Regions from separate parts of the Zea mays genome. Here all the other regions are linked to region 1. A link is a contact called in public Hi-C data. All regions are on one chromosome and are shown on one strand. The core of a region is the stretch at or near the end of the contact, and the rest is flanking DNA. Distances in the headings are between cores, read along the strand shown.

Region 1 (3,849 bases), core at 339-2,838:
AAACAAGGCCTGAGTGGTTCTCACCTTGAAGTTACCTCCATAGACCTGCGCCCCTAGTCATCCCTTGAACCCTGCACCATTGAGTTTCTTCCTGGTTACAACATTTCTAGCTAGAAATTCTAACTGAGTTCTAGAGTGTCACACTGTTAATAGCTGTCATTAGTATCTCAGTGACCCTGACATAGAGATTAATTTAAATCAGACTAGCTGATCACAGTTTGCAGATTCAGAGTACACATAGAACTCTTTTAAGTGGCAGATAATCTAAACTGGCACTCAGAGTTTTTAGTTTCTAAATGCCCAACCTGTAAAATAAAATAAAAAGGGAAAGAAAATTTTCTATTTATGATACACATAAATGTATTTTTATAGTTGTCTAACTTAGGAGTTTCAGATTTAGCTTCTGCATGATAAATCTAACAAGAAGGTGTTTTTTGGCGTGTCATGGATAGAATACAATTGTTTTAATGTATTTAACTTGCTTGTCATGACATGCTGTAATATTTGATGGCACCAACAAGCAAGGAATCATAGGAGAAGCAACAGCTCTAATCATAAAAATTCAAATAAAATTGGATATGGGGGGAAATCATTTGTACACTGGAGTCGGTTTTGACCTTCCAAATTAACATCTAGTTCCTCATGTATAGTAGTGTTAAAATCACATCTTATATACTCGGTTTTAGTTTTATTGAGTCTAAAACCTTTGGACTGTAGTCTCCCGCCATAACTCTAGTTTCATATTTACTCTGCACGGCTTTCATTAACTAGCACTATATCGTATGTAAAAAGCATATACCAAGAAATGACCTCATCCATTAGACCATTACCAAGACCAAAAAAAAAGGACTCAAAGCTGATCTTTGACGTAACCCTATTCTAATTAAGAAGTTATTTGTGTTTCTATCACTTGTTTGAACACTAGTCACAACATTGTTGTATGTGTCTTTAATGAGTCCAATCCAAAATCTATATAACATTTTTTTGGTATTTTGCCATAAGGCTTGTTCAAATCGATGAAAAGCGTGTGTCTCCCTATACTAATTCATCACTTAACTTATTAAAAAAAGGGTACATGGTAGACCTCCGGGACATAAAGCTAGATATCTGTCAGGTAACACTCCATAACCCTCTTGTATGTATGTCACAACGTAGTGGCAGTTCAATAATTCCCGATCGTCGATGCTTCCCAGAGTGCTCGCAATCGGATTGCTCCAGGAACGCCAATTTTCCGAATGCCTGCGTCCAACGAAGCCCCCATTTCGCGCGGTAAACTCACAATCGAACCCAATAATACGCTTCAATCGGTCGAGGGACACAGCAAGCCAAATAAATAACGCGTCCCATCTGAATTCGCTCCCCCTGACCCCAATTCCCGCCAGCGATTTGATGTCCAGCGAAACTAACCAACCGAGCGCCGCGAATGCAGCGCGGATCGGCGCGATTAAGAGGAGCAGTCGAAGCTTGCAAAGCAAGTAAGGGTAGGGGAAAGTTCATCTCCTGGGGATGGGGAATCCACACGTACCTCGTCGCCGTCGCTGTCACGGGAGGAGCAGGTGCGAGAGGGGAGGAGACGCGCCCGTTTCTGAGGACCCAGAATGGCAGGAAGAGAGAGATTTTGAATCTAATTTTGGGGTGGTCGTGTGTACTGGTACTGGCGTAGGAGGAGAAGATCCCGCCAGAAACGTGAGATGCACACGTAGAGGTCCACGCCCAACAAACGATTGTTTTCAAGGTACTCGTGTTCATCCTCTATATCATTCATTTACCGTCTCTTCTTAAAGATTCTCTCCTCCATATCTTCATCTTCAGTAACATCCTCTATATCTCACACTTTATACATAAATAACGATATTATAGATATATTTTACTTTTAATTTTTGTGCATACGTATTTATCACTCTCAAATGTACATATTTTAGTTTGACTAAATCTATTGTTTAAAGTATGAAAATGGATAGAGCAGAGGAGATAAAAACTCTATATATAGAGGATACAGCAGTATTCTCTAAATTTAGAGGACCGTTTAGAGAACGTTGTTGGGTACGTAGAGAACAACCATATCCTTTAAATTAAGAGTACAGAACCCTTTGGAGTTACTTGTTAGAGTTAATCTTATACATGTCTACATAGTGGTTGACAATTACCCGAGTCAAAGTATTATTTTCAGCCATAGTCGTAGTTGTATTAAAACCACATCAAGCCACAACGAATAAGTTATATACAGAGAGAGAGAGGTATAGCATGGTCATAAATCCTGACCGGTAGAACCGTGGAAGGTGTACTGGATGACTGAACACATTCGTTCTCGCTTTGCAAGTTCTCAATTGCATTAGGAGGCAGCTTTTTAGATTGATCATCGTCGAATTCCACAACAGCCAAAGCTATTTCTCAGTCGGCAAAATTAACTATTTGTCAATAGGAGGTGAAATGGCATACAAAATGCAATGCCAGCTACTTTGTCAGTGACGGATTTTCGCTAGTGAGAGTGATTCCCGCAGATCAGAGAGAACCCCGCCTCGGCGCCTCCCAACGACCTCGCCACCAGGGATTCAGAGCGATACCTCGCGAACCGCATTGCTGTGCTCAACCAGTCTTCTTTGTCAGTGTCCTGACGTGACACATCTGGTCACTGACACAGACGCGGCGGCGGCGGCGGTGTAGAGCCGAGAGCGTCGCGGTGGTCCGCAACGTGGGGACGCTGAGGCGGCGTTCGGCGTCGTGGAGGTGGTTGTCGTCGACGTCGGCCGCCGCGACGTCAGCGCCTCCGGCAGCCACGGCACCACCTCGCGCCTCCGCCACTTCGCCTCCCTACCCCTAGCCCGCGCCTACCTCAAGGCAAGCTATCCCGCCATTGCTCACCAGACCCCTAAACCCTAGTCCCCTGCCCTCCATTTGTTTGTGCAGGACGGGAGAGGGTGTGACATCTGCGGCATGGAGATCATCGACGATGCGTAGCCGGTTTCCGACAATGAGGTCGGTGGGTTTCTCGTTATTCAGTACGTGAAGTAACGCTGGTCGGTATGCAAGCTGAATGGGGAAATTGTGATTTACTGTATGACTGAGTCTAGTGGACTCATATGGAAATTAGCTCAACCCAGTCACCGAGTTCACTGCCATGTTTTTTTTATTCGAGGAAAAAAAGTTCGCTCCCATGTTACTCACTTACTCACGTATTTGCATTGGGCACTTTTTAAATCGTGTGCACTGTGCAAACACCAAACACGTTAAATTAGCATTCCTTTTGATGTTTCATTCAGGCATATATTATGAAATCAGCATAGTATTCAATAATTGATTAGCATAGTATTCAATAATTGATTAGCTTGGACAAAGTGTGATTCTGGAGAAATTTACATCTCTTACAAAAAGGGCAGTAACAGTAAAACTCCTAGGACACAACTAAGATGTTAGCTACAGATGCTATTTGAGTTCTATTAATATCCATTACACGAGCATAGCTAACAATCGCCTTTTGTTCGGATTGAATCCTTCCATTTATGTTCTTTTCATCCTATATATAGGGCACAGGACTCTCACAAAAAGAGTGCGATGTCTGGTGACTTCTTTGTATACATCCCTCATTATGGCAATGAAACTGCATCTCTCATAGTTACAGTTGCAGCTTCAATTGTTCTCCACCACTTTGGGTGGGGGTGGGATCTTCTTTTTTTGTCAGCCTAGTCGAAAGTGGAATTTGTGTGGCTGCAAATAGTCATAAAGCTGTTGCTTTTGAGCTACTATTTTATGAAGCTGACGGCTGCGCAGTGCTAAATTTCCATGTCCTACTCTAAATAGTCACATGTTCTCTCTGCCAGCCATGGTTGGGCATTATTTTGGAGATATATA
Region 2 (3,849 bases), core at 800-3,299, 440 kb after region 1:
CCATAGCGCATAAACTCACAATACAGGTTCAACAGAGAATTGGATTTCATGTTTGCAGCAGCAAAAGACTAAAACTGTTGCAACTATATAAGTTGTCTACAGCTGCGTAGTTTGAGAGACTCTGGGCCACTTGGAGGCTGCCATCAGGTGGACAAAAATTTAAGAATGGAATTCGTAGTAGCAGCCACACGGAGCCGTCGGGGGCCAGCAATGAGACAAGAGATCGCTAGGAACTACGACTGACGACGAGCGAGATGCTAGTATGTGACTAAATGGAAGAGGTAGCCACCCGCCCGCTCGGTGCTACTACCTTCGTACCTCACGTGAGGGTGTCGCTACTCAGACACGGCCAAATAGGAAGCAGGGAAGGGGAAACTAACCGGGGCGTAGATGACGTGATGATGCGAGGGTGGCCGATGAAGGCGCTCTGCAGGGAGGCGAAGCTGGAGCAAAGCGACGACGACAGTGTCGCCATCTGCCCACCTCTCTCAATCTATCTCGTCTCGGCCTCGCAGTCGCGGCCACCAACTACTTCAAAGCCCCAGTGTCCGTCCTACTGCGGTTGTCGCGGTAGATCTCGGGCGAGCGAGGTAGGGGAAGAGGTGTGTGTTGATGGGTGGCAGGGGCATCGCGAGCGGAGGTGGGTGTGGCGACAACTATCGGGGGAAGGGAGGGGGGTCACCGCGAGCAGGGCGGGCGCAGCGGCCGTGTGTCCTCTATCGAGGCGAAGGCTGAGGCGAGCATTGCATGGCTGGGGAAGACGGGGGCGGGGGCGTCGGGGTGGGTGGAAGCGAGGGACACCGAGGGGAGGGGGTGCACGTGTGCGGGCATCGCGACGACGACGCTGGAATCGCGAGGGCTTGCAGGCGAGGATGGCGCGGAGGGGGCCGTCGGGGCGGGGGCGCATATAGCGGGAAGCGAGGCGTATAGATATTGGTGGGGAGGCATCAGCGCGATAGCAGGACACGAGGCGGTGGGACAGGGACAACTCGTGGGGCGCGCGAGGGCATGGTGACGCTACTCTGGACTCCCACACTGTGTCCTTATAGAGTAGCGGAGGTGGGTGTGGCGGGTGGCAGGGGGCATCGCGAGCGGAGGTGGGTGCGGCGACGACTATCAGGGGGAGGGAAGGGGTCACCGCTAGCAGGGCGGCCGTGCGTCCTCTGTCAAGGCGAAGGCTAAGGCGAGCATTGCGCGGCTGGGGGAAGACAGGGGTGGGGGCGTTGGGGCGGGTGGAAGCGAGGGGCGCTGAGGGGAGGGGGTGCGTGGGCATTGCGACAACGGCGCTGGAATCGCGAGGGCTTACAGGCGAGGATGGCGCGGAGGGGGCCGTCGGGGCGGGGGCGCATATAGCGGGACGCAAGGCGTATAGATTTTGGTGGGGAGGCATCAGCGCAATAGCGGGACGCGAGGCGGTGGGACAGGGACGACTCGTGGGGCGGGGGCATGGTGACGCTACTGTGGACGCCCACACTGCGTCCTTATAGAGTAGCGGAGGTGGGTGCGGCGGGTGGCAGGGGGCATCGCGAGCGGAGGTGGGTGCGACGACGATAATCGGGGGGAGGATGGGTCATCGCGAGCAGGGCGGGCACAACGGTCGTGCGTCCTCTGTCAAGGCGAAGGCTGAGGCGAGCATTGCATGGCTGGGGGAAGCGAGGGGCGCCGAGGGGAGGGGGTGCGCGTGCGCGGGCATCGCGACGACAATGCTGGAATCGCGAGGGCTTGCAGGCGAGGATGGCGCAGAGGGGGCCGTCGGGGCGGGGGCGCATATAGCGAGACGCAAGGCGTATAGATTTCGGTGGGGAGGCATCAGCGCGACAGCAGGACGCGAGGCGGTGGGACAGGGACGACTCGCGGGGCGGGGGCATGGTGACGCTACTATGGACGCCCACACTGCGTCCTTATAGAGTAGTAGAGATACCTTGTACTTTGAGTCATGGTTGTGTTTCACAGCCCCTCCCCCTTTTCCGTACAGAATTTCCTGTGCTTCATTTTGTCCCACGATGTAATCCAAAACGATGTACGGCCCGGCCCGTTCCCATAATGTGTGATCCAAAATGAGTCCGGTCCCCAAAATGCAATTGGCCCAAAAATGTTCTGCCGCGTCCATGTCAAATGCAACGTGACATTTCAATTTGTCTGCATGTCTTTCTTTTTATTTTAAACGGGTTTCAAGTAATTTTTCAATGATTTTTTTCAGGTAGAAACTCACTATGAGTCTGATTGTATATGTTGAAGCTTTTCCCAATCAGATTTCTTTTAAGAACATTCAAAAGAGTGCCTCACATTTAATTTTCCCAATCAGATTAGCTTCATATAATACAGATAGCCATGCGTTGTAGTGGTACTGCTTGATTTGAGCTGAGTGTGTACAGGGTTCAACCCTGCCCACGTCACATTCTTGGTTTTTGAGCTCGGTGCAAACCATAAAATGGCGCACTAATCGGTTCAATCTAAAAACTTAAGTTGTTAAGAGAAAGTAGGCAATCTACACATATACACTTGAACACATTCACTCATATGCAGACATAGAGAAAGGCGTAAACGTGAAAATAAAGGCATAAATAATGAAGCCTCTGCCACCTAGAGACCTCCGTTTGTCGAATAATATGATATCGACCATACCAAATTAAAGGAAGAGCCAATCAACTACTTTGTCGACCGATAAACCTGCCAAATACCAAAATCTAATGGCTAGTTTGGAAACCTCATTTTCCCAAGGAAAATTAGTTAATTTTCCCTTAGGAAAATAGACATCCATTGGAAAAATGGAGTTCCCAAACTAGTCATAAAGAGGATTATACGTACGATAGACCAATCTCCAACTAGAGTAGATCGAGCTCCTTCACCTTGCTGATGTTACAATAATAATAATAACAAATAAAAAGGTTGGGAACAATTTTGAGAAAAAAATATCCAGCTGTTAATAATAACAGCAGACCACTCTCCACTTAATAAGATACTGGATTATATTTGGAGTCCTAATGGGCTTCTGTTTTACTTTGAGAGGCCCTGCAAACCCAATGTTGTATTGATATTATAAGATCATAAGAGAGGAATAAATAATACTAGTATAATACCCGTGCATTGTGACGGTATCCAACCATATTTGATGATATTAATTGGGTGACCAAGCGACACTTGAGAGTCTTAATGGACCTTCCACATAAAAATACACATAATAAATGAATTTAATGTCAAAGTGAACATATTATTCATATACCAGATATTGAACCGGTGAAACAAATATTACACTTGATCTAACGCTTAACATGATTACTGAAATACATACTTGCTCTTGTCTTTAGAGTATCATATCAAACAATAAAAATATTTTCTGCTTTTACAGAGCCTTGTACTTATTTCCAATTGTGTAGTTGGTTTCACTTAAAATTCAATGTGAAATGAATTCGGCCTGAACAAAACTTTTTCATAGTTATGCTCTAGCAATGTTCCACAATTAAATGGCTAGAAATCTGTATAAGACCTTGCTGCATTTGGTGATGTGTGGAATGCACGAACTACACCCTATGTTGAATGAGAGGAGCGGAGCTCGCGCCGGAGCGGAAGACGAGTGAGCTAGGCGACGGACTCCCGGTCCCTGGGGGCGACGAGGAGGTTTAGAGTTGGCTAGACTCGATGCAACTTTTATCACCTAGTGAGCATTTTTATCTGGAGGCGAGCGCCCTAATCTTCCTCGCCGGTGGCGGTGCAACAGCGGAAGAAGTGGGCGAATGTTGTTGCGAAATGGATGAGATTTGTTGCTAGAGCGACAGCTACAAGAATGCTGATGTGCAAACAAATAAGGTAGAGGATGGGATACGATCTTAGACCGTAGGCTGATTTTAA
Region 3 (3,849 bases), core at 881-3,380, 280 kb before region 1:
TGCCATTAAGTGTGGCTGCAAGGTCAAGCACATAGGCGATAACTTTGGTGCGCTCTATGTGCCTTAGGAAAGCATGACCCAGGCCACGGTTCTCATGTGCTCCTTTGATCAGTCCAGGTATATCAGCCACTTTAACCGAGAAGTAGTCCTCGTAGATCAGGCTACCAATGTTGGGCCTCAGCGTGGTGAACTCATAGTCGGCGATCTCTGGGTGCGCCCTAGAGAGAGCACTGAGCAATGTGCTCTTCCCAGCATTGGGCAACCCAACCAGACCAACATCTGCAATGCTCTTCAGTTCCAGGATAAGCAAGCTCTGAGTTCCTGGCTGCCCAGTACTCAAATGGGCTATCTTCTCTTGTCTGTTTGCTTTGGATGGCCGCATCTCCTTCATGATAAAAGCATTCCCCAGTCCACCTTTGCCTCCTCGTGCTATGATTAACTGCTGCCCAGGTTTTGTCATCTCAGCAATACAATATTGCACATCTTGTTCTTCCCTCTCATCCTCTTCTTCCTCCTCATCCATGTCAAACTCGTCTTCATCCTCCCAAAATTCTTCATCCCCACTTTCAGTCTGATCTTTTTCATCTGTGCCCTCTTGACATGAATAGATTCTTACATCACGATTTGTGTTTGAGAACTGAGCCTTGGAGCATGTATGAAAGTATTTTGGATTATCCGAGTTACTGTTGCTTCCCTTTACAGTGTCATTTCCATCAGTGTTATGCTTAGGGGCAATATGCTGATGGGGCAAGCCACCATCAAAACCTTCTGTCACTATATTAGCAATCTGGTACAAATCTGAAGAGTGTTCTTCAGCACTAGGTATGTCCCAGGGATCTAGAGCTCTGGTCGGTTTATTTACTGTGAGAGAAGGTTGCTCCCCTTCGACAAGATGAATCACTGTGCCTACAGGTACTTGTGCAATCTGTAACATATAAGTAGAGAAGGGGATATATAACATAAACAAAAAAAAAGTTATGACATATATATGCATATACTCGTGGTAACCTTGTCAGAACCTCTTGTTCCTATCTGATTCTTAGAAACTCCATTGCCACCTCGGCCTCCTCTCTGAAAACCAAAATTAAACAAGCTAAAGCCAGGTATCAATGATTTCCCCAGAGTTCGAATGATCCACATCAAACCGAGCTACACCGCAGTGTCTAGATTCACACTTTATGTCGATAGACATATAAATAAAATTCAGGGTTAAGTGACCTTTCTTATACCAATACATTCACAAAACTAGCTTTCAATTAGGATGCTGTAATTTATGGAATAAGATCTTACATCAAGCACAACAATCAGTGCAGCAACCATATCTAGCTCAAGCAAAATCATATGATGTTTTTGAAGACATACCATGTGATGCTGCAAGCCACTGAAATCCCAGATAGACCGTGAGCACTCAAGAATTACATCACCACCCTTCCCTCCATTACCACCTGTACATTTTAAAATTCATTATAAGGATGGATCAGTCCAAACAATGAAAATATATACTCCCTCCGTTTCTTTTTATTTGTCGCTGGATAGTGCAATTTTACACTATCCAGCGACAAATAAAAAGAAACGGAGGGAGTATATTAGTATTAGTATGAAAAGGCAAGGGCAGCACAAGAGGGTGGGGTCTCTCACCGTCAGGCATGCCGTGGCGGTTGGACCTAGAGCGCCGGAGGCTGACGCAGCCATTGCCGCCGTCGCCGCCCTTGGCGCGCATCCGGAACCTGTCGACCATGCCCCGCGCCTGCACCAGACCCATCAGTAATCAGACGGAGGAGAAAATAGACTCAGGGAAACGGGGATATGGAAGTAGGAGACCTGCAAAGGCGCCGCCTTTCCCTCCCTCCCCTCCGGCGTAGACCCGTAGTAGCATACCAGACGGTCGGCCGCCCAGGACGCCGGAGCCTGCGCCACCGCCCTCGGCGGCGGGAGCCGGCGGAGGAGAGTCTGCTGCCACCGCCACATATCCACTCCACTGGATCAACAAGGGAGTGGAGGCGAAGGTCCAAGAATGGAGAATGATCCCGGCGCCTCGTGGATCTCGACCTACGGCGGCGGCGGCTGACCTCGGGTGGGAGACAAGGAACGACGGCAGCTGGTGAGGACACACAAAATTCGAGGTATGGCAGATTTTGTTTATAACTATGTATTTATATGGTCAAATCCTGAAATCCATGTATGCGTGTATAAGTTTTAGTTGACAACAAATAATTTAAAATAAAACAATGATTTAACTTAACAAAATAAGTTGAATTTATTATTGCTCATACAATCAAATAATAAATTTAAACCTATGCAACACAAATACTTAATCAACTTGTATGATTATAATTCACATTTTAATATTGATATAATATATATTGTTTACAACAGTCATACAAAAATCTGCACATACTTTGTTTTCATTTTTGAACCCGTGCCTTCCAAAGTAATCCATGATCAAAATCAGGTGTCCCGTTTCTGCATGCACAAGAAAAGATACAAATCTAAGCTGTTATGGGTCAACTACTTGCAAACAGGTCTAGTAGTACTGAAGTCTGTAGTACCGTACATAACGTAGCTATGAACATAGGCCTAGCTGCCTAGCACAAGCAACGGCATACAAATAAGCACATGCCAGGGAAGAGCACGAGCAGTCTGTGAAAGATAAGGATGAGCATCGCGCAACTCCATAGAGGGGAACGTCGGTAGGCTGAGAAGCAGGTGTCATGTTTTGTGTGCGACGGTGAAGCTAGAGATGGCAATGGGTACCCGCGACCCGATACCCGATGGGTATTTACTCCATTAGGGTATGTATGTGGGCTAAATATTCTACCCGTGGGTCTGTTATTGGGCAAAAATCTTCACCCAATGGGTAAATGGGTATTTGAACGTTCTGCCTTCACCCATACCCGTTAACCCGTGGGTATAAAATACCCAATATAAACTTATCCGAAGCATGAACTTGGACTTTAGTCATCCAACTTTTTTACTATTTAACAACAATTTAATGACCATGTAATGGAACATGTAATGTGCTATGTAGTACTATCATAGTGTTACTACTTTATCCAATTATCTTTGATATGTTGAATGGATGGTTAAATGAAGCTAGAAAATTTTGTAATGGTATTTATATGGATATACTTGACATTTATATAGTATAATATTTTGATAGTTGTTTAATTTTTGTGGGTATGGGTGGCCCGATGGGTGACCCATACCCGCATGGGTATGGGTATGGGGGTAAATCCATACCCGCCAGTGTATATGGGTGACCTGGTGGGGTTATTTTTGTGTCGTGGGTATGGGTATGGGGTAGTAATACCCGGTGGGTATTTACCCATTGCCATCTCTAGGTGAAGCAAAAAAAATTGCAAACAGGCCGCAGGCAGAGGCAATACCAAAGTGGCTTGGATCATGCCAAGGTATGGCTTGGGCCACACTAGGCCCCTCCGCCACTGAAGGACGGGCTCCCTTCCCTCAGCAGTAAGCTCTAAACCCTAAACTAAACCCTAAACCCGTGACGGGACCTCATAACTATTGTTTTCGTTAAGACAATATCATCTCAAAAAATATCATATTTAAAATTTGAATTTCAAATATCTATTAATATTTTATTAGTCACCAATAAGTAGATCAATTATAAAACTGGGTAAATTTACAAGTGACAGACAATCGCATTTGTTTTGGTATAGATGATATCATTTCCGGCCGTTAATAACACTTTGCAAAGAAACTACTTATAACGACATAACGTTTATAATAAACAAAAACTTAACATTTATAACAACAGAACATTTATAATAATAGCAAAGAAACTCCCACATAATAGCTTCTTTGCAGAGCGTTTCTACAAATGTAAAC

Evidence for each region. Hi-C and Micro-C count contacts between places; a contact is called where the count stands out from the background.
Region 2: a Hi-C map of leaf shows a contact between it and region 1, with 6 times the contacts expected there. The contact joins the enhancer-like site here to the promoter of LOC100280403 in region 1. A contact is called at or near these places in 2 of 25 Hi-C or Micro-C datasets (bundle sheath and leaf).
Region 3: a contact with region 1 is called in a Hi-C map of ear, with 3 times the contacts expected there. The contact joins the promoter of LOC103641375 here to the promoter of LOC100280403 in region 1. A contact is called at or near these places in 6 of 25 Hi-C or Micro-C datasets (bundle sheath, ear, endosperm and 2 more).

Annotation. Positions count from the first base shown.
Region 1 is chr10:90,213,393-90,217,241 of Zm-B73-REFERENCE-NAM-5.0, reverse strand. It overlaps LOC100280403 (Phosphoglycerate mutase-like protein AT74H), which reads right to left and starts at 1,588. Exons shown (of 5, transcript NM_001153326.1): 1 at 1,526-1,588; 2 at 1,085-1,239; 3 at 25-71. It overlaps LOC103641370 (a long non-coding RNA gene), which reads left to right and starts at 2,257. Exons shown (of 3, transcript XR_560276.3): 1 at 2,257-2,976.
Region 2 is chr10:89,769,786-89,773,634 of Zm-B73-REFERENCE-NAM-5.0, reverse strand. It overlaps the pseudogene LOC103642609. Among protein-coding and RNA genes, the nearest start is that of LOC100193483, 150 kb to the right of the region's middle. Within about 2 kb of position 2,049, at least 3 of the 20 cell types and tissues checked have an H3K27ac peak or open chromatin away from gene starts, as enhancers often do. A contact at or near this core is called in bundle sheath and leaf, where this site is marked.
Region 3 is chr10:90,492,954-90,496,802 of Zm-B73-REFERENCE-NAM-5.0, reverse strand. LOC103641375 (probable GTP-binding protein OBGM, mitochondrial) reads right to left here and starts at 2,130. Exons shown (of 5, transcript NM_001351710.1): 1 at 1,822-2,130; 2 at 1,639-1,747; 3 at 1,363-1,445; 4 at 1,009-1,071; 5 at 1-925. The coding sequence starts at 1,968. It overlaps LOC542143 (MAP kinase6), which reads right to left. Exons shown (of 10, transcript NM_001111768.2): 10 at 3,786-3,849.